Regions from separate parts of the Mus musculus genome. Here region 1 is linked to region 2. The links are chromatin contacts, called in public Hi-C maps. All regions are on one chromosome and are shown on one strand. The core of a region is the stretch at or near the end of the contact, and the rest is flanking DNA. Distances in the headings are between cores, read along the strand shown.

Region 1 (7,608 bases), core at 4,406-6,905, 410 kb after region 2:
GGTTGGGCCTTTAGGGCAGATCTCAGCCATATCTAAAGACAAGACCGCAGCAGGCCACGACACTGGGCCCCCAACTTCTCATCATAGAGCCTGTATTTATCCCCATTTTTCATTTAATAATAAAACCAATCCCATTGGTACAACAGAACCACAGTCAAGACTTAATATTTTTGGATGAAGTAAGAGGAGCCAATTTAGACAACTGAAGCACAGAGAATATTTTCCTTGAACATAGGCTGTCCAAGAAGACTCAAATTCTGTTCACGGCTATGCTATTGTTTTGGCTGGCTGGCTTGTAGGTTCTGGTAGTTTCTCTACTCTCCAAAGTAAAATATTGACACAAATGAATTCAATGTACTGAAGAGGAACGACAACAATGGGGTGAGACGCTATTGAGTAGATCCGGATCCCATCTTGCTCTCTGGGGAGGATCCAGTACCTTCTAATGAGAAAGCAGAGGATTCTGGGAGGCCAGGAGAGTGCCTTAGGTTAGTGCACTCCAATTCCCCTTTGTCTGAAAACTCAGGATATACCTCTGTCACTGCTCACGAAATGGCACTCTGGATCTTGTGTGGGGACCTCTCAAGAGCCCCTCTGTGCTAGCTGGGATTTGACAGTTCCATCCCCACTCCAGCATTGGGAAGGCATACCAGAATTCCTGGTCCCCCAGTCACCTGGTTCAATCTTATATAAAAGTCTAAATAGAGGTGTGTGGTGCTCTGCGGACTGTCCACCTGATAGGGGAATTAGGAAAACCAAGTTCTCCTCCCAAACCTGCTTGGGACTGAGAGCCTCCTCACCCAGAGCCTAGTTAATAAGTGTCACCTTGCATAACTAGCTGGAAAACTATATGTTATCTTTTCCCTTCTACCCAGTTAATTCAAGAATGCCGAACTCCAGGAACCCAGGCCAGGGGAGGCAGCTGCTCCCTCCTCTGTGTGGGCTTTTGCGATAAGATGTGTGGTATCACTCTCCACCTGCCCCGTACCTCACAATATCGAGATAAGGGCTGGTCTCACACACACACACACACACACACACACACACACACACACACACACTGCTCTGCCTCAGTCCCTGCCTCTCTTTCTCCCTCCCTCCTCCCTCCCTCTCAGGCCTCCCATGGTGAGTTAGAGGTCCATGCTCATTCAGACCTGGAAGATTCTACTGTAAGAATTCCATGGATCTTCCACGCTGAGCTGCCTCAACCTACCTGAGCTTCCTCAGAAACAAAACTGAAGTTTTTGTCCGTATCTGCCAGATTAGGGTGCATATAGACAGGAAGGTAAGTGTGAAAGAAGAGAGGAACCTTCCCATGAAAAATACAGGCAGGGACTAGTGAGCTCTCCTGCCTGTCTACCTTGTTCATCTCTACTATGGCACATGTAGATGGAACCTTGGTTAAGCAACTATGACTTCTGCACGCATCTGACTATATAAATGTAACTATGACATCCACATCCATTATCTCTATATAAGAGACTCAGCCTGTTTAAAGTTGTGCGTATATGCACCGTGTTTAAGTGTGTGCATGTGGAGTCCCTCTCTCATTTTTTAAAGACAGAGCCTCCCACAGCATCTGGAGGTCTCAGGCTCCCCCCATGGAACCTGGAGATCACCAGCTCAGCTAGCCTAGCCGTTCACCCATCCCCACGGACACTCCTATCTCTCTGTGTCCAGTCCTGATATTGCAGGTATGAATACCACCACATCACAATATCTATGTAGGTACTGAGATCTAAACTCTCACACTTGGCCTGGCAAGCCCCCTATTCACCAACACTTGCAGCCAGCCCTGAGAGTCTTTCTTGACAAGGTGACTTTCCAGATTCTGATCCTGCTCTTGGTTTTCTGGAACACCAGTGGCTTTGTAACACACACACACACACACACACACACACACACACACACACACAAAACCTGTTGAAATAATCTTCCTTATAAAATCCTACATCGAGCTGGTAACTCATGACCACATCTCCCTGACCTCCTCAGCTGCTCTTTCCAGCACCACCAATGGCCTTCTTACTCTTTCGTGTCTCTGCTGGCCTTGGTCACCCTCCCAGACCCTCACAGTGCTCGTCACTTCCTGCAGGCATGGCCTCACTGCAGTGACATTCCCTAGTCTCCTTCCCCATTGAGAACCTCATCACCCCTTCCTCTCTTGCTCTCTCATCTTGTTATTCTTCAAGACCGTACTCACTCCTAACAGGATACACAGTTACACCCAAGGCTTGTTATCTTCTTCTGTCTTAGGTTTGGTGTTACAGAGCCCTGGAGAGGAGTCAGATGTACAAGGTGGAGAGGGAAGGAAACAGAACGGCACTGGGTGAAATAGCCAGGCCAGGATATGTTTAAAGCAGGTCTAGCCTGAGAGAATATCAACTGGAGGCATGGGGGTGTCCAGTGAACCCTCAAACTCTCAGCATTGGGGGTATCACTGTCTACCTTGGATGGATGTGACTGTCTTCCCTAAGTTTTGCTAGTTTGTTTTATTCTGCTGTTGATAGGCTCCTGGTCTATAGTGTGTGCTCATGCATACGCTTGCAGATTTCAGCTGGGGGAAAGGCCAGAAAGAGTTGGTTTGGAGGGGTGTCTTCAACTAAATATGATTTTTAATGTTTAACAGTCATATGCCTTTAGTTTAGACGTTTTCATAAGCCACCTTGAAAACAAATCAAAATAAGACCTGGTAAAATATAAAAAGGCCATTGAAATGTCACAGAATGGTTGCTTAACCGTGTGTTATGTAATATCTGAGGGTTAGGGCAGGAAAGGGATCTTACTCAGAAGTTTCTAGTAATTTGAAGACATTCAAAACACTGATGTTCTCAGGCGCCGCTGTGTTTGAGGAGTTTGCGCCTAACAGTCCAGACAGTGGACCTGAGCTCAGGGTGGGTCTCTGGCTCTGCCTGACTCACCTCTGCCCCACTCTTTCCCCAGTTCCTCCCTTGAATGGGCGCCCCTGATTGGCTGCTTTCTCTGCCACCCCTTGGAGCACTGCAGTGTTTAGTGGGTCCCATCTGTTAATTGAAGGAATTTAAGATGACAGAAAATCAGGTGATCTGATTTCTAAAATATTGATTTTCACAAGATATTTCTTTACAAGGAGCTAGTTCCTGGATGCTTGCTTGCTTTTCTTCTCTTTTCTTTTCTTTTCTTTTCTTTTCTTTTCTTTTCTTTTCTTCTCTTCTCTTCTCTTCTCTTCTCTTCTCTTCTCTTCCCTTCCCTTCCCTTCCCTTCCCTTCCCCTCCCCTCCCCTCCCCTCCCCTCCCCTCCCCTCCCCTCTCCTTTCCTCTCTCCTTCCTTCCTTCCTTCCTTCCTTCCTTCCTTCCTTCCTTCCTCTCTCTCTCTCTCTCTCTCTCTCTCTCTCTCTCTCTCTCTCTCTCTCTCTCTCTCTCTCCCTTCCTTTTTTCCTTTCTTCCTTTTTTTTTGGCAAATTACTAACTGTAGGACCACTTGCCATAGCTCACAAGGAGAAGGTTCATATAAATCCAGCACTGTACCTGCTTGGGACCCAAGAAGGTAGAATGGATTTCGGTGTAGCCTGCTTATGACCTTTGGCACTTACTATGACCTGTCTAGGCCTCAGTTTCCCCACAGTCTAGATAATCTTTCAAGTTCTTTGTGATTCTGTGAGCAAATTCCCAAGTCAACCTTCCCCAAATCAGTAATGGTATCTGTTTTTGTTTGAGCGAGTATCAGACATTCTCATCTTAGAACATTGGGTCAAATTTGGACATGTGAAAAGCTAAACCGAATTGTGAAGGTTCCCACCTATCAAACACACTTAATTTTGATCCAGTGCTGTTGTTTTATGGGGTAGGTTATTAAGATAATAATATCCTTAGGGTGGGTATTGGCTCTGGACAGACAGATTTGTTTTCCCCTCGGTCAGTTCTTGTGAGGGAAAGCAGACACTGTCATGGGAACCGGGGTACCTTCTCCTCCAGGGAAACTCAGTGCACAGTGAGCCAACACATAATATTGTTCTTGCACTCGGAAGGGGTTCTAGGCAGGATGGAACTAGGTGTTCACACTGCCTTTCCTTAAGTAAACCCTGTGTTAGGAGAGGGGCCACATCTGACTCCGTCTCTCTCAGGAGCGTATGTGGCAATCCATAAAGGAAGGAAGATCCTCAAGGACATGTTCTGTTTTGGTAGAAAGGAACCCTTTTTTGGACCCAAGTGTCATAAAATGCCATTTCTAATATGACTTACCCTCTACACAGCCTTTGTAGACAGGCCTGTGAAGCCATGGCCAGTCAGCTCTGTGTGGTGTCCCATTGTAGAGAGAGGCAAACAGTAGTATAGTTTATTAGTTGTTAACTACACTGGCAGAACATACAGGAAATTGATCAGAACCCTTCTGGGAAGATTCTCCTGTCTTGCCTGACAGTCATTAAAGAGGAGTTTTACAACGGCTCAGCAGCCGGAGTGCTGTGCCTGTCTGGGATTTTCCATCAGCTCGAGTTTAGATTTATCTGCAGACTTCCTTTCTTCTTTGATTCTCTGTGGGACACTCCAGTTAGAGCAGGCTGAACTCAGCCACTCTGGACCAGAAGGCAGCCTCAGATCACACGGCTGCTTACATAGGACGGCTTCTCATCAGACAAAAGGACAAACCGCCCAACTTCAGGTTGGCTTACTTGTTGTTTTTTTGTGTGATGCGCTGAATTTGGTGAGAGGAATTAAATCATTCTTAATGATTAAAGTTTATTAGGCCATGGACACTGAACTCTCAGCGTTCTCTTGGCCAGTCTTGTAGACATCGTTCCTTCAAGACTGAGATGACACCAGCCTGCCAAGGGTTAGTGTAACTGCAGGGAAGAGAGAGCACCCCTCTCTCAGGAGGAAAACACTCAGCAATGGATTTCACTTCCCCACGCCCTCAGTTTATTAGATCTTACGGGAAATTCCACGTGGTATGTCCTTTGTATGAAGTTACTGAATGCAGGCATTTCACATGGAGGAAATGCTATACACCGAGAAGGGACTTCAGAGAGAAACAGTCAAGTGAGAGAGTGTTTCACGACGTTACAAAAGGCTCTTCAGTGAGTCAGGTCCAGCGCTTTTAAAAAGAACGTGTGAAGTGAGGAACATAGGCCTGTTTCTTGAGTAATGACTTCAGGTAAATGGGCAAAACACAGCCAAATACATACTCCCAGTCCTAGGCAGAGCCTGGAGAATCTGCTAATCCACAGGCACGGTGTCCAAGCGCCTGGAGGCACACTTCTGCTCTTCTGGGATGCCAAACTGGATCTTCGCTCTCAGGAAGATTTTGTTTGGTTTTATTTTTATATTTCTTGACCACCTTTGGCTGTCTGACAGGAGGCTCTTTGGATAACACCTCTATTCATGAGAAAAACCATGCTCGATCTTTTCTTTGTTTGTTTATGTTTTGTTTGACCTAGCATTTGCCAGAAAGTCAGGGGTCATATACCGTCTATTGGAGGAGACCAATTTAACTAATAGGGTTTCACTGTGAATTGAGTGTTCTGAGGAAATGTTTGGGAACTGAGATTATAAACAGGAGTTCTGTGTTCAGGGTCCCTGGAGAAATACAAACAGCTCCTGCTCACTGGACACTTTGTGCTTCAGGAGCAGCCAGAGGCAGTAGAAGAGGGAGGGACAGCCACCAACTGTGTCTAAATTGGGCTAGTGTTTACACCAATCCAATTGTGTCGTAGAATTTTTACCACGATCTATGCAAGCTGTTCTCTAGGACAGAGGATGAACTCATCAAATTAACATATCTGTGGGTGGTGGAAGGCAATCCAGAGCTGGCTTTCATATTTCTTTGCCAACCCAGGGGCTTGGTGTGGAAAGGAGGCTGTGAGAGGCTCGCAAGAGCTGGTTCCTAATTGGAGAACCCTTTCCCCTGAGCTGGTGGCCCTTGAGGACTTTTAAAAACTGTTGTTATTAGGACCTTCTATTTTGAATGAGCAGGCTAACCAAGCCAGACTGGCAGTGTCTCTTGTTCATGTAAGAAAATGCATGGGTTAGAAAAGTTGGAACACAGTTTTTTCATGAAGAGGCTTTGTTTTCTACATTTCTGTTACTTATATGTGTGCACATTCTATCCATTAATCTATCTATCTACTAATATATCTATTTATCTGTCACTCAACTATCTATCATCTATCAATCATCTATCTATATCTATCTATCCTCTATCTATCTTCTATCTAACCTCTATCTACATATCATCTATTTATCTATTTATCTATCATCTATCTATCTATCTATCAGCTGTTATCATCTACTGTGTCTCACACCTAAAGAGATCAAGGCATTTTTTTTTTTTTAGAGAGAAAGCACCCTACCTTTTATCTGTGTGTCCAAGAAGTGAGGATAAGAAGTCATTTCCTTGGCCTCTTGTCTTCATAAACCCTTTCCTTCATTCTTTCCTCTTTACTTCCCTAGTTACTCTTAATATGAATAAGAAATATTCAAATGCTCTCACTAAATCCATCTCCTCCCAGAGGGACTTCCCAGGAAGCACACACCATTGGTGGCTTCCTACACACCTGTGCCTGTGTGCATTCTGCACACCTGTACCTGTGTGGCTTCCTGCACACCTGTGTCTGTGTGGCTTCCTGCACACCTGTACCTGTGTGGCTTCCTGCACACCTGTGCCTCTGTGGCTTCCTGCACACCTGTGCCTCTGTAGCTTCCTGCACACCTGTGCCTCCGTGGCTTCCTGTGCCTCTGTGTCTGTGTGGCTTCCTGCACACCTGTGTCTGTGTGGCTTCCTGCACACCTGTGCCTCTGTGGCTTCCTGCACACCTGTGCCTCTGTGGCTTCCTGCACACCTGTGCCTCCGTGGCTTCCTGTGCCTCTGTGTCTGTGTGGCTTCCTGCACACCTGTGTCTGTGTGGCTTCCTGCACACCTGTGCCTCTGTGGCTTCCTGCACACCTGTGCCTCTGTGGCTTCCTGCACACCTGTGTCCGTGTGGCTTCTTGCACACCTGTGCCTCTGTGGCTTCCTGCACACCTGTGCCTCTGTGGCTTCCTGCACACCTGTGCCTCTGTGGCTTCCTGCACACCTGTGCCTGTGTGGCTTCTTGCACACCTGTGCCTCTGTGGCTTCCTGCACACCTGTGCCTCTGTGGCTTCCTGCACACCTGTGTCTGTGAGGCTTCCTGCACACCTGTGCCTCTGTGGCTTCCTGCACACCTGTGCCTGTGTGGCTTCCTGCACACCTGTGCCTGTGTGGCTTCCTGCACACCTGTGTCTGTGAGGCTTCCTGCACACCTGTGCCTGTGTGGCTTCCTGCACACCTGTGCCTCTGTGGCTTCCTGCACACCTGTGCCTGTGTGGCTTCCTGCACACCTGTGCCTGTGTGGCTTCCTGCACACCTGTGCCCGTGTGGCTTCCTGCACACCTGTGCCTCTGTGGCTTCCTGCACACCTGTGTCCGTGTGGCTTCCTGCACACCTGTGCCTGTGTGGCTTCCTGCACACCTGTGCCTCTGTGGCTTCCTGCACACCTGTGCCTGTGTGGCTTCCTGCACACCTGTGCCTCTGTGGCTTCCTGCACACCTGTGCCTCTGTGGCTTCCTGCACACCTGTGCCTCTGTGGCTTCCTGCACACCTGTGTCTGTGTGG
Region 2 (7,231 bases), core at 1,000-3,499:
AGATTAATTTTTTAAAAGTCTTAAGCTAGGACGGTAGCATCAGAGATGGAGAGACAGAAAGGTATTTATAAAAGATGAATAGATTCTAGAGGGGAATGTATTCACAGGTCTCTGGCATGGGAAACCAGTGATGGGTGACCACTTGCTGGGACACAGGAGCTTGGCAGAGGAAGCAAACTGGAGAAAGAGACAGATGAAGAGAGAGAGAGCCTCCCATTGCCCTAATCTCTGTCATGTTTGTGTCTTCACGGAAGCAGAAGCTTACATACTGGGTGGACATTCTGCTCTGCAGCTTGTGAGGTTGTAAAAGTGTCCAGCATACAGACGGGATGTTAGGCCATGGACAGGTTATGTTGTCCACAGAAGGAACAGAGAGGCAAACAGAAGAGCGCTCAAAGAAACCCTGAGAAAGGCAGGTGGAAGACAGGACGAGAACAAGGCACAAAGGGGCGGGAGAAAGAGACGACCTCATGGCCAACATCCCCAGACCTGATCCCCATGGTCGACGCCACCCAGACTCACTGGATTAACTGGGGACCCTTAAAAGATCACTACTGTTCCATTTCTCTCGAAGCTCTTCTTCTCCTATCAGCTGATGTGACCAACACCCATACAGCAGACAACTGTCGGGTCTGGGTTCAGACACGATGCACCTAACCCTCAAGAGCCTGGAGGCCCCAGGGAGTTTAGAGGTCTTGTGGGGTGGAGGAAGGGGAGTAGGGACATCCACGTGGAGACAGGGGGCCAGGGAGGAGGTATGGGATGTGGAACAGTCAGAGGGTGGACTGGGAGGGGAATAAAATCTGGAGTGTAAATAAATAAATAAATAAATAAATAAATAAATAAATAAATAAATGATTTTTTAAAAAAACGTTCTTCCTCTCCTCGCCCCTGCCACACCACCTGCCCCAGGTGTCCCTTATCCTCACCCCTGCCCTCACCACCTGCCCCGAGGGTCCCTTATCCTCATCCCTGCCACACCACCTGCCCTGAGTATCCCAGAGTAAGGGCCGCTCTCTCTCTGAGCTCCCAACATGTCCGCTCCCTTACATTCTGGTTTCTCACCTCAGCACAACATGGGCATCGTATTGGCACGTTTGTTTGGGCGCTACTTGTCTAAAGGCTGTTTCTCCGCTAGCCTGTAAGCCCCAAGGGAAAGGGCAGAGCTGTGTTATTTAGTTCACATGTGTATGCTCACGGCCTTGCATGTAGGACACCATCAATGCCTGTTGAACAAATGCTTAGGGGGGAAAAAAGGCTTTCCTTTCTTGAGGCGGGGGTCTCTGCTTAGGCTAGTCTTCCCGTTCTAGCCTCCCACGTGCTGGGAGTACGGGTTCTGACCACATCTGGTGAAAAATAGGGTCCGTTTAAGTTTGAACTATGAAGACTGTAGGGGTTATTTTAAAAGGAATTTTAAATTTGGTATGTTTTAGGACTCTTTTCTTTAGGGAAGGAAAAATAACTATCACTGACACTCTGATGAGTATATTTATAACTTCAGGAGGTCGGGTGTCGCAAAAGAGTTGATATATACCACTTATACCAAGTGTGCTGGCACACGCCTTTGATTGAAGTATGCCCGAGGCAGAGACAGGCAAGCTCTGTGAGTTCAAGGCCTGCTGGGGCTACAAAGTGATACAGAAGAGTGGGTGATACAAAGCAGCACCCACTTGTGTCATTGATCTCTCTGGAGGTAAATGACGTCAGTGAGCCCTGGAGGCTCTGCGCATCATGCAGTGGTCCCATCAGTGACGGCAGAAGTAGAAGCTGCATTTAGCATTTACTGCTGCTACATGTTGCATTTAGCATTTACTATGCTGCTACATGTTGCATTTAGCATTTACTGTGCTGCTACATGTTGCATTTAGCATTTACTATGCTGCTACATGTTGCATTTAGCATTTACTATGCTGCTACATGTTGCATTTAGCATTTACTATGCTGCTACATGTTGGGTGATTCTCCTGCCTCCTCTGCTTGTTCTTCTGGTTAAAAAGGTAGATTTATTATTATTATTATTATTATTATTATTATTGGGGGGAAGAGGAGGGGGAGATGGAAGAGGAGGGAGTGGAGGAGGAGGGGGAGGAGGAGGAAGAGGAGGGAGTGGAGGAGGAGGGGGAGGAGGAGGCTGTTGTCATTACCTCAACCTGACTGGCACAGAGGGACCAGTATAGATCCCCAGCTGACTTCTTGCAGTGTTCTGATTAGTTCTGGCCCTAAAGCTGCTTTTTCTTCCGCGACTCATCCCACGTATGCTCGCTTAGTCACATGGGTACAAGACATTGTTTAGGGAGACATTCCAACACAGCCCAGCTTTCAATAGCCTGTCAATCAAGTTGCCCTTGCTGGAAGCATTCCTTAGATAAGGACCTCTCTCCTCTATGCCTTTGTTAGCATGTTTGCCTGGAGATCTGCCATCCCCGGCTTTCAAGGAGGTTTGAGTAGGCTCTTTCCCCTTCTTTCTTCCCAGACTTTCCTCAGCAAGAGGTGGGTGTTGGGTGACAGGCCTGCTGCGGCCTTCTCATCTGCAGGGTAGCACAGATGGCAAACATCAGGGTGGGGACTCATGCCCAGCTCTGCCTTACTTGCAAGGCCGCTCTTCCCGGCACGCTACCCTCCACCCCCTCTCTGACTTAGAGCAGAGCAGTAGCTGTCTTTCTATGTTCTGCTTGTTGTTCGTTTGGTTGGTTTGGTTTTTCAACACAGGGTTTCTCCGTGTAGCCCAGGCTGTCCTGGAACTCACTCTGTAGACCAGGCTGGTCTCAAACTCAAGAGATCCACCTGCCTCTGCATCCCGAGTGCTGGGATTAATGGTGCACCCCACCACCGCCCTGCTGCATCTCTGATTTTAATTGGTGTTGTTAGCATTATCTGTCTGGCTGCTGGGCACAGTCCTTGGGCAGTTTTGCTGCTGTATCAGCCCGAAGGTCTGCAGTTTTAAGAACCTGAGACAGTGAGAAGAAAGCTCGTAGGAAAGGAAGGCACGGTTTGAACTGCAAGGTGGTACGGGTGAGACTTCAGCAGACGGCCGAGTTGGTGCTGAATGCACTCGATAATTTCAATAGAGATAACACGGTAGCCTCTTAATGCGTGTTGCAGAATTGGAATGTAGTCACCAAAATTCAAGTGTTCGAAACTTCCCCAGTGCAGCAGAGGTGAGAAACGAGCCAAACAGGAAGTGTTTGTTTCACTGAGTGTTGTAGAGAAAGGATCTCTTGTAAGCATCACCTGTCAATAAAAAAAAAAAAAAGAAAAACACAAAAAGACCAACAAACAAACAAACAAACAAACAAACAAATAGGAGGTGGGGCACTGGCAGGAAGAGAGAGGATTCTGGGAAATAGTGAGTGTATAAAAGAGAGAGTCAAGAGACCATGGAGACAGACCACAGAGAGGGGTCTAAACCAGCAGATTAGATGAACTCAGGGAGACACGTGAAGAAAGAAGGGGGCTGGGACTGAAAGAGAGGTAACTAACCAACTGGTAGACATAGAATAGTTTAAATGGTTAACTAAGTCACAAGCTACTCAGAGAATGAGTCAAAACTTACGGCCTAGGAATTTAATAATAACTAATTAGTCGTGGAGTCTTCTTTCCAGGAGCTAGGAAAGGAAAAATGGATTTTATTATTATTTTTTGCGTGGTGTCCACCTAATTAATATTAAGAAGACTTGGATTTTATTAAAATTTTACAGGGTGTCTCCCTATTAATAGTAAAAAGGGCTTTTTGTTATTTGTTTATATAGTACTAGAGGTCAAACCCTGGGGCCACTGAGCTATGACCCAGGCTCCTCTACCCTAATAAAGGACAATTGTCGCTATAAAAGGGTGAGCGGTATGTTTTCTTGTTTGTGGTTTTGTCTTCTCTTACCCCGTCTGCCTTCCGCCATGGGGAGAGGCCATGAGAAAGTTCTTACCTGATACTGCCGGCTCCAGTCTTGGTCTCCCCTGTCTTCACAATGAAGAAAAAAATAAATGTATATTTTTTTAATGGATTCTCAGCCTCTGTTAACTCTTTACAACAGAACAAAACAGACAAAAGCACACGTTGATATTTAGACTTATTTTTCAGGAACCATTGTTAGCAGCGAGGTGTACCCTGTGAGAAATAGCTACGTGCTCCTTGTTCGCCCTGAACTGTGGGTCTTCCCCGAGGACGGTTGGCAACCAGCCGAGGAAGACACATTCCCAGGGCAGAAGTAAGCAAATGCTATAGATGAGAGCGTGCTCTCTTCTCAGAAAGCTGGCTGCGGGGCGTTTGCCAATCTGCCAATATTGATGGGGAGATCTATGACACTTTCTGCTTCCTGTACGCAGAGATCACGTGCCTGCCACACGAGAGGATCTGGTAAAGAACCAACACATCAAACCGGAACAGACCGGATTCCTGTAAGGAGCAATAAATAATGTTCCTTCCCCCCACCCCACCCCCACCCCTGAACTGGAAGATAGAAAATCAATATCTCAACTTAATTACTAATAAACTCAATCAGAAGTTGCAACATGGAACCGGGCTAAATGGGTTCCCTCATTCCTTGCTGCTGAGAGGAATAAGCTCATGTGATCACTGGCTGCACTGGACCATGACAGGTTCTGGGTCTCTTTCACACATGTCTTTTCTTGCATGTTGGAGTAGAGAACGTGTTTGTCCTGACACACTCACCGCCAAGCCGTTCTGAGTGACAGGGGTTTTGAAACAGACCCAGAAGCAGAGGCTGTTCCCTGCATGTTTCCTTCCTACTTTGGCGTCGCAACTGAGCAGCAGTCCCTTGACAGATGATGATGGTGGTGGTGGTGGTGAGGAGGAGGAGGAGGGAGAGGAGGAGGGAGAAGAGGAGGAGGAGGAAGAGGAGAAACGGCTCATCCCCTTTCTTCCCGAAAAGATTCCAGAAAAGGTTCCTGGCGTCTGCAATATGCAAAGCTGCTATTTTATGGGCCAGGGTGGAAGCCCGAGTTGTATTGGGCGACGAGTTACCCACAGTGCTCTGTTCTAATCTCTTTCCACTGGATGATCTTTGATCACACCAGCTGTTTAGTTTTATGCTACTGCTGGGGGCAATGGTGAGGAAGTCTTCATTTCACTCTGTAAGGAATCAGCGGTGGTCGTGGGGTCCATTTTATCTAAAATGTCACCTATAATTGATGCTAGATAATTTGTTTGGGTTTTATTTCACTAAACAAAAAAAAATCAATCTATCTACCAATGTGAGACCTTCAGAGTCCGCCTTCTGAGAATTTTCACGAGGCAATTAGTTAGTCCGTTGAAAAATAGATGGGCCATTTGGTTTTAATGACTTACTGTCCAACTGAGTTGGCTAGTACTTATAGGAACCGGCATCAGTGTGGCAGGGGTTGTGAACCTACAGAGACAGATAGCCTCTCATTCTTCCTCAGGCCATAGCATAATGAATTTTTGTCTGTATCTCCGATGTTTAGAAGAACACACAATGCATTTTGTAATTATGGGAGTATGATATTATTAGTCCTCTGCTGGGCATTAGGTAAGGGGCTGGGCCAACCCAGGCCTCTGGTCTTCCACAATGTCTATTCAGGTCAAGCTTTCAGTGGGAGATCTCTGTATTTGACCTTCCTCAAAAATATATCCTTTGATGTAGCTGTTGTCTGAGCAGTAGCATTGTTTCAAAGGCCGACTTAAGGGGTCTCTAGATAGCACCTAAATCTAATCTAGGTTGTTAACGACTTGGCATCTGCAGACAGTTTTTCTCATCTGCAGGAAATGAGGTGTCCCTTGTCAGCACTGCAGGGCCCCACAGCTGGTACAAAGTGACACCATTGTTAGCAGCGCCTGCAGGAGGCTGGGGCAGAGTCCTCAGCACTGGGCTCCCTGCTCTGTGTAGGGGCAAGGAAACACTGACAACACCATTGTGAGAAGGCTCGGTTGTCCCGCATAGGCAGCCTTCAGAGGGACAGTACCAGGGCACCACAGCTCTGCTGTGAACTCTCTGTCCTGTTACAGACTCCAGCCCACGTATCACTTAGGAAATTCAATACAGTTTGCATTATTTATTTGATGGATTTCATTTCAGAGAATGTCTCATTCCCCCGGTCCCATTGAAAAAGTATCATGTTGGTTGTAATTTTGGCAGAGACTGTGGCTCATATTATTTTGCTATAATAGTCATAATATAGAAAGCACTAGATGTTTGTTCCCGGGAATAATAGACTCTGGTCTCTGCAATTTGTGTGACGTTTTCCCACCATTTGCTTCTAAACACTCAGTAGGCACCTCTTCCCATCATTGAGATCATTCCCACTCGAGCCTCTGAAAACCTTTTCTGTTAGCCTTCATCTTCCCTTGGCTCTCTGTCCCCTGCTCTTAAAAATCATACCCAGGAAAGGTATGTGAAACATACACCTTACAGATGATACAACCTAACTAGCCCAGAGTCTCAGTCTATTTTGTTGCTGATCAACAATGTTACAAAGTTACAATGTACCAAGTGTTAAATTGACAATGTTATAAAGAAAAAGGGGTATTTTGGCTCCTGCTTCTGGACCAAGGTTGAGGGGTCACATCTGCTGAGGACTTGTAGCTGACAGAATCCTTCAGCGATCACAGCCCTACGTGGAGTTAGTCAGACTTTCCCGTTGCTGTCACAAACACACCAAGCAAACAACCCAAAGGAGGAGGGGTTTGTTTTGCTGTGGGCTCAGAGGTCTCACTCTACTATAGTGGGGGTCATGGGTTCAAAGGTCTCACTCCATCACTGTGGGGGGGTCATACAGAGCATAGCAGCTCATATCATGGCAACCAAGACAGGGAGAGAGAATGAGAGAACACACTATGCGTGCACCTGGCCTCTCTTTACCTTAACTCTAGCCTACACACTCCGCCAGCCAATGGAACAGTGCAACCCACAGTGAAGGGAGATCTTTCCCTTAGTTCTCTCTGGAAAAACTCCCAAGGCACAGCAGAGGCGAGTGTCACTAAATGAGATCAGTATTTCTCAATCTAGGCAAAGTTGGCAGTTAAGATTAACCATCTAGCAGGGGCAAGGTGGTGCACACCTTTAATTTCAGCGCTTGGGAGGCAGAGGCAGGTGGATCTCTGTAGTCTCCCCTCCCCCAGCCTGAAACCTGCTTGCTCAGGGGTGGAGCTTCTTGCTCATTCATTCTGCCACGCCCACTGCTGGACCGTGCCGCTTTGCTGTTGGTGCCACCACGTGCTCACCTTTCTACTGGACCCCGATTATTTGGCGGGAATCGG

The links. A called contact is a pair of places that touch in the nucleus more often than the background predicts.
Region 1: a Hi-C map of forebrain shows a contact between it and region 2, with 5 times the contacts expected there. The contact joins two enhancer-like sites. A contact is called at or near these places in 2 of 15 datasets of contacts at CTCF or cohesin (embryonic stem cells and large pre-B cells), 86 of 484 Hi-C or Micro-C datasets (the 63-12 cell line, B cells, the C2C12 cell line and 44 more), 12 of 115 datasets of contacts at active chromatin or transcription factors (astrocytes, bone marrow-derived dendritic cells, double positive thymocytes and 9 more) and 2 of 9 other capture datasets (embryonic stem cells and liver).

The regions. Positions count from the first base shown.
Region 1 is chr15:96,927,901-96,935,508 of GRCm38.p6, forward strand. No RefSeq gene overlaps it. Among named protein-coding and RNA genes, the nearest start is that of Gm32677, 93 kb to the left of the region's middle. Within about 2 kb of position 5,656, at least 25 of the 459 cell types and tissues checked have an H3K27ac peak or open chromatin away from gene starts, as enhancers often do. A contact at or near this core is called in cerebral cortex, forebrain and neural stem cells, where this site is marked.
Region 2 is chr15:96,522,077-96,529,307 of GRCm38.p6, forward strand. No RefSeq gene overlaps it. Among named protein-coding and RNA genes, the nearest start is that of Gm32406, 18 kb to the left of the region's middle. Within about 2 kb of position 2,250, at least 65 of the 459 cell types and tissues checked have an H3K27ac peak or open chromatin away from gene starts, as enhancers often do. A contact at or near this core is called in cerebral cortex, forebrain and neural stem cells, where this site is marked.